Regions from separate parts of the Mus musculus genome. Here region 1 is linked to region 2. The links are chromatin contacts, called in public Hi-C maps. All regions are on one chromosome and are shown on one strand. Each heading gives the region's core, a stretch centred on a gene start, on an enhancer-like site or on the middle of the called end of the contact. The rest is flanking DNA. Distances are from core to core; before and after follow the strand shown.

What was found. Hi-C and Micro-C count contacts between places; a contact is called where the count stands out from the background.
Region 1: a contact with region 2 is called in a Hi-C map of Th1 cells, with 3 times the contacts expected there. The contact joins two enhancer-like sites. A contact is called at or near these places in 16 of 39 promoter capture datasets (the 3T3-L1 cell line, 3T3-L1-derived adipocytes, the HPC-7 cell line and 11 more), 3 of 15 datasets of contacts at CTCF or cohesin (the NIH/3T3 cell line, embryonic stem cells and pro-B cells), 46 of 484 Hi-C or Micro-C datasets (the AML12 cell line, the AtT-20 cell line, B cells and 28 more), 11 of 115 datasets of contacts at active chromatin or transcription factors (bone marrow-derived dendritic cells, bone marrow-derived macrophages, embryonic forebrain and 7 more) and 1 of 9 other capture datasets (embryonic stem cells).

Annotation. Positions count from the first base shown.
Region 1 is chr7:123,190,030-123,193,818 of GRCm38.p6, reverse strand. It overlaps Tnrc6a (trinucleotide repeat containing 6a), which reads right to left. Exons shown (of 24, transcript NM_144925.3): 21 at 3,753-3,789; 22 at 2,249-2,319; 23 at 1,621-1,760; 24 at 1-1,240. The coding sequence ends at 868. Among named protein-coding and RNA genes, the nearest start is that of Slc5a11, 23 kb to the left of the region's middle. Within about 2 kb of position 1,893, at least 25 of the 459 cell types and tissues checked have an H3K27ac peak or open chromatin away from gene starts, as enhancers often do. A contact at or near this core is called in Th1 cells, where this site is marked.
Region 2 is chr7:123,023,927-123,027,743 of GRCm38.p6, reverse strand. No RefSeq gene overlaps it. Among named protein-coding and RNA genes, the nearest start is that of Rbbp6, 55 kb to the right of the region's middle. Within about 2 kb of position 2,438, at least 27 of the 459 cell types and tissues checked have an H3K27ac peak or open chromatin away from gene starts, as enhancers often do. A contact at or near this core is called in Th1 cells, where this site is marked.

The DNA.
Region 1 (3,789 bases), core at 644-3,143, 170 kb before region 2:
CCAACTGCTGCTCTTTTCCCAGAGATAGAAGCGTCTTTTAAACCACCCTCCTTTTTTTTTTTTTTTGTCTTTTAATTTTTTTTTTTTAAATGATGGAAGAGTAAACATTTTTTTTCTCAAAAAACAAACAAAAAAATCTGTAAACAAGAAGGTTCACCGTGGGAACCTTCAAAACAACATGGAAAGCCTGTTCAAAGTGCAGGGCCCGTCCTGGGCAGCAGGCGGGCTGCAGGTCACAGCGGTGGCCACAGTTTCTCAAACTGTAGAGCGAAATTCTTTAGTTTTACAACATGAAAAAACTGGTGCAATACTTTCATTAAGAATCCTACGTCAGTATCTTAACTTGATCTTTTCAACTCCACGATACCACACTAAGGTAGGCAACATGAGGCATAGTAGAGAGCGCACGCCTTGAGAACACCCTTGAGTAAACATCTACACTGGAACAGCTGCCCCCATATTGCCGATTAGACGGAGAACATCACTCAGTGCAAAGGTAAAAGCTCATACGTCAGCCCCAAAACGGTTTTGCAAAAAATACAAATAAAAATAAAAGGTGGGGATGGGGATGGAAATGGAGGAAAGAAGGAATCCGAAGGCTAAACATGATGAATACACAAGTGAGCTCATTCCACACGGTAGCTGTATGGCGCTGTTTGGGAGTGTAAATAGATAGATACCCTTTCACATTATAATATTGGCCTGCATGATTCAAGTATTCAAACTGATATGTTTTGGGGAAAACAAAGTGGAGAATGTGCAGAAAACAGCTGTTCCCACAGGTGCCCTGGCTGCAGGCGGCGAGCCCAACTTAGTGCTCCTTTCCTTCTCTTCGTGAGGTCACAGTTTACGTCTATACCTATGCCATTACATGGACTCCCCACCCCCACCCAGGTGGTCAACAGAAAGAAAAGCATTAATGGGGGATGGGCTGCTAATTCCCCGGGGGTCGCTGCTCGGGGGACCCCACAGGCTTGTGGAATAATGTGGGGTCCCCCAGAGGGAAGTGCCGTGAAGGTCTCCACAGTTAGCTCCCGACAGCCCAGCACCATTCCAGTGATTGACATCAGTCCGGCTGGAGAACGAGTGGGAACAGTCGAGAGAGCCCAGCCGGCTCTGGCTGGACCCGAGAGACTGCCAGCCAGGAGAAGGGGTCAGAGACTGACTTTGTGCAAAGAAGCGACTGATCTCCTCTTCACTGGCAAACTCAGCGAGAATAGTAGTGTTCCCCAGCACACACCTAGAGGAGAGGGCACAACATGAGGTCTTCTAGATGCATGGCTTCATAAGCTCAACTAGCAGTGTGACCTGCTCCGAGAGAAAACCAAGGAGGTGCAGAAGGAGCCTGGCCTGCTCCATGCCCAGAGTGAATGTTCCAGAAGGGGTTATGGGGCATCTAGACCAGGTCTGCCTCCCATAGGCAACACAAGGGCTTCTCCAGGATCTAAGGTCACGTTCTATTTTCTGAAGTAGCCTTCAACGCCTAGGCTCAAGTTATCCCTCCGCCTAAGTCTCTCCTGGTCCACATTAACCAGGTCTACACAGGGGTCTTGGGTTGGGCTTTTACTCTCAGCTCTCCCAGCCTCTCCCCTCCCCATCAGGAGTCTTGGGGCAACTTACATGTGCAGAGACTTTTGTGCCTTCACTACCTCTTCTTTTGAACTGTAACGGACCAGAGCATTTCCATGTGGGAGGTTCAGATGGAATGTAATCAGTGGGCCATGCTGCATGCACAGGGTGCGCAGAGTTGAGCCATCAATCTAGACAGAGCAGGCTGCGGTTAGGGCCTCCATTGTGAGAGCCATTGGAAGGTACCTCCTTCTCATGCCAGGTTCAGTGCCTCTTCCTTATATGCAGTGGGCTAGAGCTAGGCGATGAGTCATCACCCCAGGCACGGCTTCATGTCTTCCCCCACCTACTCCATGACAGAACCTCAAGACACTGCTCCCTACGAGTGGGAGAGTAGCCTCCTAAGAAAATACTTAGGAAAGAGTAGACCAAGCTCTCTGGAGGGGTAATATAATCCCACAAAGCCACACTTGCAAAGCCCAGCACCACTCAGTACTGGGTGAGACATAGGTATCTGCATTACTGTGCTGCCCTAAACATAACAGCATGAAAACCACTGGATCAGACTAGAGGCAGCGAAGTGTCACCCTCTGCCTGGCCTTGATGAGCAGTGTCAGGCCTGTTTGGAGCGCATAGCTCTCCCCAGCCCACTGTATGCACTGAGCGGGTGCCTCCTTACCTGAGGTGTGAGGTTCTTCAGAACAAGCCAATTGGTTATTCTCCCTGAGCTGCTCTCACCCCAGCTGGAGCCTGAATAAAGAGCAAGCAGTCAGCACTCTACAGCTCTGCCTGAATGACTGTTTAAGACAAGTACAGCCAATCAAACGACAGCTAATCTCAGTCCTCGGGAATCTGGGCTCCTTTCTCTTTTGCCTACTTTCCCCTCATGCAACAAAGATCTGTGATATCAGCTTGCTCCAGCCTGGATCAGGTGCTGAGCCCTACCTTCAGGTGCCTCTATTCCATGGCATCTTTCCATTTAGGGTAAACTACTTCCAAACGGTGCCCAAGGGCAGGCCTCAGGTAAGCCTTTCTGCATCTGTCCCTAAGACAAGTACCTTTAAGGGCACTGAACTGTTTGGCATCAGGTATCTTTTGATTTTGTCTAGGTTACTGAGTGAGTTCTCCACTGAGCCTTTCCTGCATGAGCCTAAGGCAATCCCTCTCCTTTAGAAAGTAACATCTAAACATGATTAAGAAGCACCTGGCCCCGTGACACCTTACAGGTATTTCACAGTATGTCACTGGGCCCTATGTCTGCTTGACCTTAGGGGTCAATAGCACCCACTTACGCTTTCAAATGTCTGCCTAAACAGTAAACTTCATGGTGATTCTTGTTTGTTTGTTTGTTTGTTTTTGAGACAGGGTTTCTCTGTGTAGCTCTGGCTGTCCTGGAACTCACTCTGTAGACCAGGCTGACCTCAGACTCAGAAATCTGCCTGCCTCTGCCTCCCAAGTGCTGGGATTAAAGGCGTGTGCCACCACCGCCTAGCCATGGTCATTCTTGGGATGGGCCAAGCTACTACCAAAACAAGCCCAATCTCTATCTTCTCTCTCCAGCTTAATTTTCCATGTACCAGTCTTGTTCTGCAAGCCAGCCATGAGTTAGGAAACAAACAGACCTTTTAAGATGCATTCCCTTAGGGCTGAGGGGGTGCACACGTTTAATCCCAGCACTTGGGAGGCAGAGGCAGGTGGATCTCAGTGAGTTTCATGCCAGCCTGGTCTACAGAGTGAGTTCCAAGACCCGCCAGAGCTACTCAGAGAAACCCTTTCCCCAAAACCAAAACCATTCAAACAAAAGAACAGAAACAGACAGACAGACAACAAAAAGCAAGCGTTCCTAAGGAGTTTCTGAGAAGAGACCCCACTAGCACTGCTTTGCGTAAGCATTCTTACTTATTTAGACAAGGTCTCCAGGGTCTCATGTACAGATGACACCAACATCCTCATACTTACTGCTCCTGCCTTCACTACCCCTGGGCTAGGATTTCAGGCATGCACTACCATACAGGTTGGCTAAACATTCTTAAGGAAATTAATCAAGACTCCTAAAGATAAGAAAATTATAAAAGGTAGAGATGAACTACAATTCTGCTCAAGCTCACTCTGCCTTTACAGAGTGTGACCCCGCAGCTCACAGTGTTGGTCCACAATCAAGCACCACAGCTATCGTGTCTTACCTGGGGTATATCTGGCATCAGAATTTCCCCATCCTCC
Region 2 (3,817 bases), core at 1,189-3,688:
TATTTTAATGAGGAATAATCTTTACCAATTATACACGCATAGAAGATTACTATCTAAGATATAGAAAGAACTAAAAACAACTACCAACAGCAGCAGCAGAAACAGCAGCAGCAACAACAACAACAGCAACAGCAACAACAACAATAACAACAACAAAATCCAACCAACCAAACAAACAAACAAACAAAAAAAATCTCTGGACATCAAGAAACAAAATAACACAATTAAAAAATGTTTACAAATCTAAACAGAATTCTCAAAAGATGAAACACAATTTGCCAAGAAACATATAAAGAAATGTTTAACATTCTTAGTCATTAGTGAAATGCAAACCAAAACTACTTTAAGATTTCATAGTACACCAGTCAGAACGGCCAAGATCAACAAAACAAATGACAGCCCATGCTGGCAAGGATGTGGGGTAAGGGGGACACCTGACCTTTGCTGGTAGGAGTGCAAACTTGTACAGCCACAATGTAGATAATTGTGGTGGTGGAAGCTGGGAATAGCTCTACCTCAAAAGCCAGCTACACCACTCCTGGGCACATACTCAAAGGACTCTGTATCTTGCTACAGCGGCACTTGCTCAACCATATTCATTGTGGCTCTGCTCATCATAGTCAGAACTTGCAAACCGCCTAAATATCCGTGAATGGATAAATGGGTAAGGAGAATATAGGACATTTACACAACGTAACATCATGAGAGTCTCAGGTAAATGGGTGGAGCTTGAAAAAAGTCATCCGGAGTAACCTAGATCAAAAACTACAAATATGCTGGGCGATGGTGGTGCACACCTTTAATCCCAGCGCTTAGGAGGCAGAGGTAGGCGGATTTCTGAGTTTGAGGCCAGCCTGGTCTACAAAGTGAGTTCCAGGGCAGCCAGGGCTATACAGAGAAACCCTGCCTTGAAAACAAACAAACAAACAAACAAAAACAAAAAAAGAAAACCCTACAAATATGGTATATATTTGCTTATATGTAGATGAGGGCTGCTAAGTCTTGGATAAGCAGGCTACAATCCATATGACCACAGAGATTATGTCTAGCACTGGGGTGTGTGTGTGAGGGATGCTTCCTGGGGAGGGGAAATAGAATAGATAGAGGTGGGGGAGGGGGCACTGGAATGGGAGAATCAAACAAGAGAGGGAAGGACGAGGGGCAAGGGAGGGTATATGGAGAGGGACAGTTAAAATTAAGGGACATTCGAGGGCTCCTGTAGAAACCTAGCACAGTAGAGGCTTCTTAAAATATATGCATATATGAAAGAAATCTAAGCAATGAGGGAGAAAAGCTGCATCCAGATATCTCTTGCCTTCCACTGAAAGCCCCAGGCCCAGGAATGGGTTACATCTAATCATGTCGTTGGCCAAAGGGGCTCCATGAAACCCCCTAACAACACAGGCTACCACCAAGCCTATTGGTTTCTCCCCACAAACTGATGAAGCCCTCCTACTGAAGGTGATAGCTATATAACTCACTCAGCACAGAGAAGTCGAGCTGCTGTCTACCCAGAGCCTTTGCCCCTACTGACTAATGTTCAAGCTACTGGAGATACTCTGAACACTGCAAAAATAAATGGCAACTCAGCTATAAGCCTTTCGATCTTATTTTATCATTTTTTTAAATGCCTGTTTGTTTTTTAATGAGAGAGAACAACAAAGGGTATGGATTTGGGTGAGTGGAGAGGTACAGAAGATCTGGGAGGAGTTAAGGGAGAGAAAATCTAGAAGAAAAAGAAGGAGAAGGAGGAGGAGGAGAAGGAAGAGGAGGAGGAGGAGAGGAGGAAGAGGAAGAGGGAAGGAGGAAGAGGAGAAGGGGATGAGGAAGAGGAGGAGGGGGTTGAGGAGGGGAGGAGGGGGAGGAGGAGGAGGAGGAGAGGAGGGGGTGAAGGAGGAGGGGGAGGAGGAGGAGGAGGAGGAGGAGGAGGCGGCAGCAGCTTCTTGCAGAAGAGCTGGGTTTGATTCCCAGCACCTACGTGGTGGCTCACAACCATCCATAACTGCAGTTCCAGGGGAGCTGATGCTCTTTTCTAACCTCCAGGGGCACCAGGCACACACACAGTGTCACACATATATGCAGGCAGAACACTCATATACATAAAATAAAATATGTAAATTTGAAGAAGGAGGAAGAGGAGGAGGAAGGGCTGAGGCTCAGCTGATACACTGTTGAGCTAGATTATACAAAGCCCTGGGTTCCATCTTCAGCATTGCACAAACTGGTGGAAGTGGTACTTGTCTGTAATCTCAGGTTGGGATTGGAGGCAAGGGCATTAGAAGTTTCATGTTATCCTCTGATACTTAGTGCGTTTGAAGCCATCCTGGACTACATGAGACTTTGCTTCACAGTAACAAGAACCCCCAAAACCTAAGGATTCATCAAAACGAAACTGAAAATGCCTACCATCCGGTCTCAGATACAGGCAAGAAAGCAGAAAGTGTAACCTGGCAACGCTGACCGCTGACCGCTCAGGCAGAGGAGTCGTTTCGCTTTCCAGGCTCTTGACCTGGGTTTCCACAGAAAAGGCTGGGCCAGCCTGCATCGAGAAGGAGACCCTGTCTCAAAAAACAAGCAAACAAAACAAGAAAAAGGAAACCCACAACAACAAAGAAGTAGAAGCAATGGCAAAAAAAAAAAAAAAAAAAAGAATTATAAAAGAGCGAAGGAAAGTACCCCACAGAAGACGCACAGAGAGAAGGGAAGACTGGGACGTGAATGGAGAATCTGTGGGCTCCAGGCAAGCTCAAGGAGCCCAGGGCAGGGAGGGAAATGGAGAAAACATGGTCATGAGCTATGCCTGAAAAGCTCCCAGATCTCAGATGAAAACCATAGACACACAGGGTTTAAAAGGCTGAACAGACAGCAAGCACAAGAAACAAAACAAAAACATGTAACAAACGGTTACATGTAACAAAGCCGACGAGTATGGTGCTGCAGGCCCTGCCACCCCAGCATTTGGGAAGGGACGGCAGGAGGAATGTGTGCTCAGGGCAAGGCCAGCCTAGGCTCCATAAGAGAATCTCAGGGTGTGCGGAGCTATTAGACTGTCCCAAGGGGTCGGTCGGAGTGGGGCAATATGGGGTAGTCATTAAAAAAAAAAAGCAAGGTGGCCATGGTGACGCACACCTTTAATGCCAGAACTTAGGAAGTAAGGCAGGCAGGAAGATCTCTGTGAGTTCATGTGTCTAGGCCAGCCAGGGCTATGAGACCCTATTTCAAAACAAAGCAAAAACCAAACAAAACCTATATAATTCCAAGTTTTGATTTTAAGGATTAGAGAAAGTTAAACACACAGCTCCAACAGACCCAGTAATTCTGAATACAAGTATTTACCTAGATGAAATGGAAACATCTGTTTATGCCAGATTTATACAGGAGTACTCACAGCAGCATTATCCCAAGAGGAAAAGGCAAAACACCTCAAATGTCCATCATCTAATGACTGGATCAGCAAGATGTGGAATATGCATACAACTGGAGAAAGAAATTCAACAGTGATGCAGGTGTCAGCGTGGAGGAACATTTTTAAAAACTGTACTAAGTGACTAAAATATATGTTGTGTAAATATATTTATGGGAACAGCAGCATCTTAGGAATTCTATGGGGCCGGGGATGTGGAATGGGGTGGGGAGAGGCAGGGGGATAGAGGACAGAAAACCAGAGGGAAGGGCTTTTCTTTTGGAAGGATGTACAGAGATCGATGGAACAGAAAACTAAACACTAGCATCAATGAAAACACAAGCTGTTATCTATACTCAAATGAAAACTGTAAGCCTTTAAGCCAGGTGAGGAAGGAGATGGGGGCAAGTGACC